Linked DNA regions of Sus scrofa: region 1 is linked to region 2. Evidence: chromatin contacts called from public Hi-C data. All regions are on one chromosome and are shown on one strand. Each heading gives the region's core, a stretch centred on a gene start, on an enhancer-like site or on the middle of the called end of the contact. The rest is flanking DNA. Distances are from core to core; before and after follow the strand shown.

Evidence for each region. Hi-C and Micro-C count contacts between places; a contact is called where the count stands out from the background.
Region 1: a contact with region 2 is called in a Hi-C map of liver, with 2.6 times the contacts expected there. The contact joins two enhancer-like sites. A contact is called at or near these places in 5 of 47 Hi-C or Micro-C datasets (embryonic fibroblasts, fetal heart ventricle, liver and 1 more).

The regions. Positions count from the first base shown.
Region 1 is chr9:131,647,873-131,652,418 of Sscrofa11.1, forward strand. No RefSeq gene overlaps it. Among named protein-coding and RNA genes, the nearest start is that of SLC30A1, 17 kb to the left of the region's middle. Within about 2 kb of position 3,234, at least 20 of the 83 cell types and tissues checked have an H3K27ac peak or open chromatin away from gene starts, as enhancers often do. A contact at or near this core is called in liver, where this site is marked.
Region 2 is chr9:131,568,462-131,573,128 of Sscrofa11.1, forward strand. No RefSeq gene overlaps it. Among named protein-coding and RNA genes, the nearest start is that of NEK2, 24 kb to the left of the region's middle. Within about 2 kb of position 1,255, at least 11 of the 83 cell types and tissues checked have an H3K27ac peak or open chromatin away from gene starts, as enhancers often do. A contact at or near this core is called in liver, where this site is marked.

The DNA.
Region 1 (4,546 bases), core at 1,984-4,483, 81 kb after region 2:
GTTTATACCCGTCTCTTCAATTGTCACATTTTTTCACTCTCTTTTTCGAAATCCTCAGCCTTTTTTTTTTTTTCTTCAGGTAACTTCTGTAACAAGCACTACCTGCAGGATAGAGAAGTATCTGGAGGGCAAACAGGTGTTTACCTAGTGATCTCGGCTCGGGCTGCTTTGCGGAGAGAGCGTGGGGGAGGAGGAAAGCTCAGAACAAGAGCAACAACCCCAACAATTCGTGTGGGCTGTGCTGAGGATGTGCAGGAGGTGTTTTCATCAACAATGCGGCCAGTCAGGCCGGTGGGTGTTTGGGGGTGTGCGCTCTGCCCTCTGGTTGATGGGGAGCCTGGTGCTCACTTCTCCTGAAGGCAGAGTCTGGACCTGATAGCTCTGAGGCCTGTCCAGCTGAGATCTGGGGATTTTCTGAGAAATCCTTTTAAGGACATAAGGTATGGCAGAGCGGAAAGAGTCCTGGATGTACTTGTCGGCTGCACTCAGCCAGCAGGCCTGGCCTACCACCTGCAGGTCCAGAGGAGCAGATTCAAGGGACTCAGTGATGTCTGCTTCCCCCCAACCCCTTTCCCCCTTCCTCCTCCTCCTCCTGCTTATTCTTCATCAATGCATACTATAATTTTTACTTTTTTTTTTTTTTTTTTAAACTGAACTGTTGGAGAACCTCTGAGTGTGCTGGCTGTGAGCACGCCTGAGACCTGGTGTGCAAAGCCCTGATGCTCAGGCATTTTTACCGAACACCACTGGCTGCCGTGAGGGCTTTGGCTGCCTTAGGGTTCTCAGTTGTGTTTTTCCTCACTGCATTATAACTTAGACACAAGTCACAGAAGAAACATCTATTTGAAATATAAGCGAATGAGCAGCAAAATTGAATGATTCTTCAGATTTGCTTCAAGATTGCTTCCCCATGGAGGTCCCGTCGTGGCTCAGTGGTTAATGAATCCAACTAGGAACCATGGGGTTGCGGGTTCGATTCCCGGCCTCACTAGGTGGGTTAAGGATCTGGCGTTGCTGTGAGCTGTGGTGTAGATTGCAGATGTGGCTCAGATCCCGAGTGGCTGTGTCTGTGGCTGTGGTGTAGGCCAGCGGCTGCATCTCCGATTAGACCCCTAGCCTGGGAACCTCCATATGCTGCGGGTGCAGCCCTAGAAAAGATAAAAAGGAAAAAAAAAATGCTTCCCCAGATTCCAATGTCACGTTCATTTGATAACTGTTATGTAATGGGGCATTCGAATGTCTACACTCCTCCAAGATCCAGGGTACAAAAGAGGAAGGATGGTGCTGATTCTCTCCCATGTGGTTTTTCATTTATTAGAAGTCAAGGCTGCTTTTGCCCACAGTGCGGGATTTGTGGAGAAGGGCTTGTAGAGAGCGACCTAAAACCTTCTCTCTTACCTCATCATTCAAAGCGAAATGCAAGCATTTTGCATGTTTTTTTAAAAAAAGCAACACTCATTTCATTACGTATATAAATTAGGTCCTGAAAGTACTTTTTTCCTATTTTTCTATTTTGAACCCATGGTGATGCATCAACTTATATTTTAAAACTCTATGTATAAATGTAAATACGTGTCTATAAATATTTTTTCTTTTATTTTTGTCTTTTTAAGGCCATACCCAAGGCATATGGAAGTTCCCAGGCTAGGAGAAGCTGCAGCTGCTGGCCTACACCACAGCCACAGCAATGTGGGATCCGAGCTGTGTCTGTAACCTACATCATAGCTCATGGCAACGCTGGATCCTTAACCCACTGAGCGAGGCCAGGGACTGAACCTGCGCCCTCATGGACACTAGCTGGGTTGTTGCCACTGAGCCATGACAGGAACTCCTACAAACATTTCTTCTTGCCTAAATAAATACATGTCCATTGAGCAACTCATGCCACTTATTAAACAACAGGAGGCTGAATTGTGAGATCACAGTTAAAAGGAGCTTAGAGAACAATTTAAGTGATATGTTGACCTAAAGTAAAAATATCATTTCCTGATTTATCACTTATTTTATGCAAAAGTGACAAAGTATGAGGGGGTCTGGAGCTGAAGAAGATCCTGGTGGGATGGAGGCAGGGGGTGGCGTGTGTGGCAGTGGTAAGACTATTCTTGAATGTGAATGACAAGGCGAGTCACCAGGCTGGGGAGGGCAAAGGGGTGGGGGCCGTCCCTTGGCTCCTGGCTGTCCCTGGCTGTCCCTGCCCTGTGTCAGCGGCAGGGGCAATGTGTTGACATTGCTGCTCAGGAGCAACTCTTCTGAGACCTTGGGTGGAAGAGAAGTAAAGGGACATGGGGGCACCTGTTCTCCAGCAGGGCCTGGCATTTTCTGCGCACAAACCCGCACCACAGCTCATGGGGCAACACCAAATTCCTGACCCACGGATGGAGGCCAGGGATCGAACCCTCATCCTCACGGTTACTAGTCAGATTTGTTTCTACCGTGTCACAACGGGAACTCCCTAGATTAATTATTAAGCTAGGGTGAATGTTCATCTAGACTAAGCCTGGATTCACATCTGGGCCTCTGAAACACTCAACGTTCCCCTCAATGCCACACCAGATTTCCCTGAGGTCTCTGAATCACAGATTGATTTCATTCAGCAAATATTAACTGAGTGCCTGTCATGCAGAAGGCACTGTCCTCGGGGCTCGGGATGGGAGTGAACACAGCCACAGATTCCAGCCCCCGTGAAGCTTACGTTCTAGGAGAGACAAGATAAAGACGTAAGATGTATATCAGATTAAATTCTAGGGAGAAAGAGACAGAGCAGGGAGGAGGGCCTGGAGAAGGAGGATCTATTTGCGTCTGTCCTGGAGGGGAGGGTTTTCCTTGATATTTTAGACAGAAAGGCCAGGAAAGCCTGAATGGATGAAAAAGATATTGGAGTGGTGAGCTAAGAGGGTGGGGAAGCAAAGCCCCCTGGAGAAGAGGCTTCCAGGCAGAGGGAAGAGCGAGGCAGGAGCCCCAAGGTGGGTGCTGGCCAGCACCCCCCTCCCCGGGAGGGGGAACAGAAACGATGCCGCTGGGGAAGGGCTGTGTTCCAGGAAACAATTTCTTTATTCTTTGATCAGCCTGGAAATGAGATTTCTTCCCCAAAGGAGGTTTTACTAATACTCGGATTTCCCTTTAATCAGTCACCAGCCCCTGGTTGGGTTTGTAGCAACCCCCTAGGAGCAGGGCTGGCCTAGTGGTGTTCTGATTTGTTGTGTAACAGCAGTGACTGCCTCGATGACTCAGCAAGGTTCCGTGCATGAAAGTCAACCCAGTGGATGACAGGCTCCCAGGCCCCTTGGATCCTCCACGGGGTCAAGAAGGGGCCACTTCTCCAAGCCTGACTTTGATGTCATCTTGCTGCCTGGACTCCTGGAGCCTTAAGCAAGTGCTTTACCCCCAAAGTAGGGATCTTCCAGCTTGGTTTTGCCCCTCTGGACAAAAGAGCCTGCGGAAGGCATCGGGCGAGAACATGGACTTTGAAGCCAGAGAATTGGTTTAAGTGCTCAGTCTGGCATTTACGAGTTATGTAACTTGGAGCAAGTTATTAACCTGCAAAATGAGGACATTGGTTTTTCCGTCTTAGGAGACTGAGTTCAAGTGCACTGATATAGGGAGCCTGCCTAGCACAGTACTAGCACTTAGAAGCTCAATATATGGCCACCATCATTATTTTTATATTTTCGAGCACTCCCATGCCAGCAGAACAGCCACCCCACCTCTCTGTCCAATTCTTAATCCTTATCCCAAGATTCATGAGATCGTGGTTCCCTAACATCAGAACTGCAACTGAAAATGGGTGTCTCGATTCCCACAGGCATTGGAGGAACTGGGGGGTGGAGCCAAATCAGAAAAGCCAGGTAAATTCAAATTTAATCAATGTCTGATTACCTGCCCCCCTTCCTTTTTTTTTTTTGCTTTTGAGGGCTGCACTCTCGGCATATGGAAGGTCCCGAGCTAGGGGTCAAATCAGAGCTGCAGCTGCCCACCTATGCCACAGCCACAGCAACACAGGATCCGAGCCTCATCTGCAACCTATACCACAGCTCACAGCAATGCCAATTCTTAACCCACTGAACGAGGCCAGGGATCCAACCCACATCCTCATGGATATTAGTTGGGTTCTTAACCTGCTGAGCCACAACGGGAACTCCTCTCTTTCCTGATACAGAAAGAGGTGGGTGTCTTTCCCATTTGACCTTAGAACTTGGTACTCTCCTGGTGCCATTGCTTAGGCTTATCACTTGCAGATGGATTCTGGTGAATGGAAACTTGTTCTGCACGTGGCAAGATAGATCCCTAGTTCAATAATAATCTACCTTGCGTGTGTTTTCAGAAAGTAGATTCATGATCCCCTGTGTGTGTGTTTTGGTTTGCTAAATCAGATTTGTCATTTTTTCATAGGTATTTGTGTGTGTGTGTTTGTAGAATCATTTATTTCCTATCAAATTTAAATACATCTGTGGATAGCCATGGAGTCATAAACTCCAAGGCTTTTAGAGTTTTACTTTCCCTAGATTTGTGGGCTTTGCAGGAGGCAGAGCGATGGTCATTGTCCTGG
Region 2 (4,667 bases), core at 5-2,504:
CAGTTGGGGATCCGTCCCCACCAGCACCCTGAGCCATGCAGGAGAGCTACTAATCCTAGGGCCTCTTTGCTGGGAGCACTGGGAGGGGCGACGTGGCTCATCAGAGTTGAACTTCAAATTCACTGAGTATTTACCCCAAACCAGTCCATTAGTCAATTAATTAGCCTACTGAAGGTGTCTCTCACTACCCTACCAGGTGGCGACGCTACAGTATTTGTTGATTTGTTATAGGAAATAGAAGCAGCAGCTTCGCTCATCTGGGCCAAGTGTATGCATTTTTTTTTTTTTTTTTTTTTTTTGGGTGCTCCTGAAGCATGTGGAAGTTCCTGGGCCAGGGATGGAACCTGTGCCACAACAATGACCTGGGCCCCAGCGGTGGCAATGCTGGATCCTTAACCCACTGCACCATAAGGGAACTTCCTATACATTTTTTAAAGCTGGCATAACGAAGATAACCTGTAATGCTGATCAGTAAAGCTCTTGCTTCTATTTAAGAGAGCGCTCACACAGGCAGCTTCTTCGTGGGGTTGGTCCCTGGGAGGAGGGAGCAGCCACTTTTATTGAGAAAGAGGTTCCTGGTTGGAGTTCCCACTGTGGCTCAGTGGGCTAAGACCCTGTCTAGTGCCCATGAGGATGTGGGCCCGCCTTAGTGGGTTAAAGCATCCAGCATTGCCGTGGTGCAGATCACAGATGCGGCTGGGATATGGCGTTGCTGTGGCTGTGGCATAGGCTGGCAGCTGCTGCTCTGATTTGACCTCTAGCCTGGGAACCTCCATATGTCGTGGGTGTGGCCCTAAAAAGACAAAAAAAAAAAAAAGGTTCCTAGTGACATGCTCTTTTGCCCTCCTCCTGTGCCCTCCCCACCCCCCCATACTCACACACCCACTCTCTTTCTCATACACACACACACTCACTCACACCCATAGGCTGATCTGTTTAGAGCCCAGAGTTCAAGCGGGGCCACGAGGTCAAGGGGCATCAGCTGCTGGGAGCAGGAGGACAACTTGGCAAGCCTTTAAAGTCTCTCGTAAGGCTTCAGGTTTTATTATTTCATTCTGCAGAGTTTTTCAACTATGAATCCACTTACATGGAGTGTAGCCCCTCCTTTTACAGAAGGGTTCCCCAGGGGTCCGAGAGGAGGCCTGGCCCGTGGTCATGCAGGCCCAGGGCTCGTGTGATGGCCCGTCCTGCGCCCAAGCCACGCTGGGGAAGGCCTCTCGAAGGCTCCTGGCTGCCTGCCTCCAGCCTGCAGGAAAGGATGAATGATTAATTTTTACAACTGCCCAAGAAGTGATATCTGTGAACCAGGAACCCTGACACTTCTCCAACATCCAGCTACTTAATCGTGGTTTTTCACTGGGTCAGCACAGCCATCCCGCAACCTGAAGGGCATCAAGGCCTTTACCAGCCAGCCCCAGGAACGAAGGCCAAGTTCACTGGGGGCCGGGGTGGCCTGGGAGCGGACACTGCTCTCTGAAAAACTCAGAGGCCCATTGTAACTCAACTATACACCAATGTAAAATAAAAATGAAACTTAAAAAAAGCAAAAAGAAACATAAAATTAAAAATAAATAAAAGAAACTCAGATTCCTTCACCGCACAGCAGAGCAGGGCCTCATCCTGCTCCCTTTCCTGGCATGAACTGTGCCTTACCTTTGTCTTCCGGAGCTGCAGTTCTCAAAGCACTTTTTCAAACGCAAGCTCAGTTGGTTCCCAGACACAGCTATTGTTGGATGGCGCAGCTAATTGTTCTCCAGGAGAACCTAAAGATTCCAAGAGGGAAGTGACTCACTCAAGGTCACAAAGGCTCAAGCGCTTCTGTCTTCGGCACCACCCACCTGGAGGAATTCATGGCTGGACCAACCTTTTATTTACCTGCTTATTTTCGGCAGTGCCTGAGGTCCGTGGAAGTTCCCGGGGCCAGGGATCAAACCCACACCACAGCAGTGACCTGAGCTGCAGCAATGACAACGCTGCGTTCTTAACCCCCTGCATGACTAGGGAACTCCCTGGACCAACCTTTCAATGCAGGATGTGTTTAGGGTCTTTGGATGTCTTTGGGGTTGTCCATGAATCCTCAGGTAGTACTGGCAGTGTTCGGGCATCTTGCTGTATGAAAGTCCAGTCTTCATCAAACTCTCTCTGACCCCAGACAGTAAGAAAAGAAGCATCTAAAACCCCTCTGTGCTGCTGCCTGCAGCTGTACCCACAGGAGGAAACCTCATCTCGCTGGGCCATGGGGTTCCCTGCGCACAGCCACGGTCAGGAGCTGGGCCAGGCTGGGGACTGTGCCGTCCCCAGATGTTTAGCTGCCCTTGAATCTGGGACCGTCTGGGCAGCAAACACCTTGCTAGAAGACCTGTAACACAAAAGAGCCCATTTACACAAGCCACACCAATGTGCAAATCTCGCGGGAAGTGCGCGACCCTCAGAATAAAAATCTGCCAAACTATATCAAGGGATGTTAAACACACAGTAAGACATGATATGTTGAGAGCTCTTAATATTGTAAAGGCCATTTGCCCGAATGTATAAGTCTAATAAAATTATCGGGAGTTTTTTTGTGTTTTAAATCGGACACAATGAATTTACATGGAACAATTCACCTGGAAATATAAACATATAAGTGGAGTCATGAAATTTGGGCGAAGAAAAGAGCAGTGTGGCTGTCGGTTCACAGGTATTAAAACACCTTATGATGCTTCAGAGAAGAATGCAGAGAGGGATGGAGGGACAGGCAGCTCAAGGGCAACAAAGAGAAACTCAGGAATAGACCCTGCGTGTTAGAGGAACTTAGTCATCTATGATGGATGCGATGTCCAAATCAATGGGGAACTGATTGATTTAGGAAATGATGTTTAAATAATATGGGGCAGAAACTAAATCCCCACCTCATCCCATGTGCCAGGGATGAGGTGGGGATAAATCCAGAATCTCCATTTCTTTATAGTAAAAAGGGAATATGGTTCCTGCCTCATAACATAATTGTAGGGCATGTAACACAATGGGTGTCAGGTGTCCTCCTAGAACCCTCCCGATAAATGCTAGCTAATATTGTTAATAGTGTTATCATTCATCCCGATGGATTATGGTCCAAACAAGTAATGACAAATTCATAAGCTTACTGAAAGCTCAGGTGAAATTTCCCTGATCTCAGGCGGCAATGGTTTTCACAGAAGCAAAGGAAGAAACCAGCCAAGGCAGGATGCACCAGGAGCCTTAGAAGCTTCTTACTTTGTGACTCAGCCATTCTACCACTAGAAGTTTTATCTTAAGTATGTGCTCAGATCAATGTGTGAAGACAGTTGTTAAACACTTTTTATAAGAGCAAAAAGTGGGAACGACCTAAACGTCAGAAAAGGAAAGGTTAACAAAACTTGTTCAAGGACGTGATGGAAGACTATGCAGCCATTAAAAAGTTTTAAATTATTTTAGTGAGCACGGATTGATTGATTGGGGGAAATGCTTAGGTTAGAAGGCTACCGGTGACCCAAAGTAGTATATAGAGTATGAGAGTTTGAACACACCAAACTGTCCACCCAAGCAGACACCTCTGTGATGGGAATAACGGGAGCCTTTTTCCCCTTGTTCTTTGCACATTCGTTATACTAACAACTGCTTCTTTTATGATTCTACCCCATTTCATAGGGGTTTTAACATCAGTTTTACAATTTAAAAAAATTGGGCCTTGCCAGATCATTCGTGCTTGCAAAAGTTATTTACTGAGAGAGATTTTACAAAAGATACTTCTTCACCTTTGCATCTCCACCTGGGGTAAGGTGGGGGATTCTGCTTATTAGTCATTGGTCATTACAGGAACATGTCCACGATTTACTTGAATAATCTTCCTCTAGATGCTCCTTTTATTGTAAGGCAAATTCAAACGAAGTAGGCGAAGAAGACGAAAGGCTTATCATTTCTGTTTTCAGATAGAGCGAGAGACCCACAGAGCACGGGTCCCCGGGTGGTGGCTGCTTGGAGCAGGTCCCGGCGATGCACTGTCTTGGAGGGCCTCAGCTGCTTCCATGCGGGGCTGCTTTGCAGAAGCGTGGAGAAGTATATGCTGCCGGGCCACGGTCCTCAGGTAGGGTGTCCCCACCCACGGGCTTGGGGTGGCCCGCTGTGTGCTGGGCTTTCTTGAGAGTTCAAAGTCTTAGCCGTCACAAAGTCCCCAGAGTCAAAGATTTCCCTCAGGTGCAGACTTGCTTTCCAGAAACCTCCAAAACAAACAATGATAAGCAAGTGAGATGCAGGAAGCTGGCAGGCAGCCGGCTTGGGGCTGGATGCCAGGCTTGTGGCAGCGAGAGCCCAGAAGAGAGTGAGGCTCCCACCACCCCAGCCTGTCGGGGCAACTCCTGGCCAAGCACCGCCCACTCCCTGACATCTGTTGCCTCTGCAGGATGAGATACAGAGGTGGGAACACAGCCCGCCCAGGTGAAACTTGGCCGGGACTGGGGGCAGGGCCAGGCTGGCAAAATCTGTGTGGAAGGCAAGCTGGGTTTACATTATCTGCCCACACAATGCCAAGGCCAAGGGCAATGACTGCGGGGGTGTCTCCCCAGGACAACCTGCGTCTCAGGCTGCCTGAGCATGCCCAGGGATGGGCATCCAGGTGCCCAGCCTTGGTGTGACCCATGCTCTCTGGGCCACCGGGTCCATGGATATCA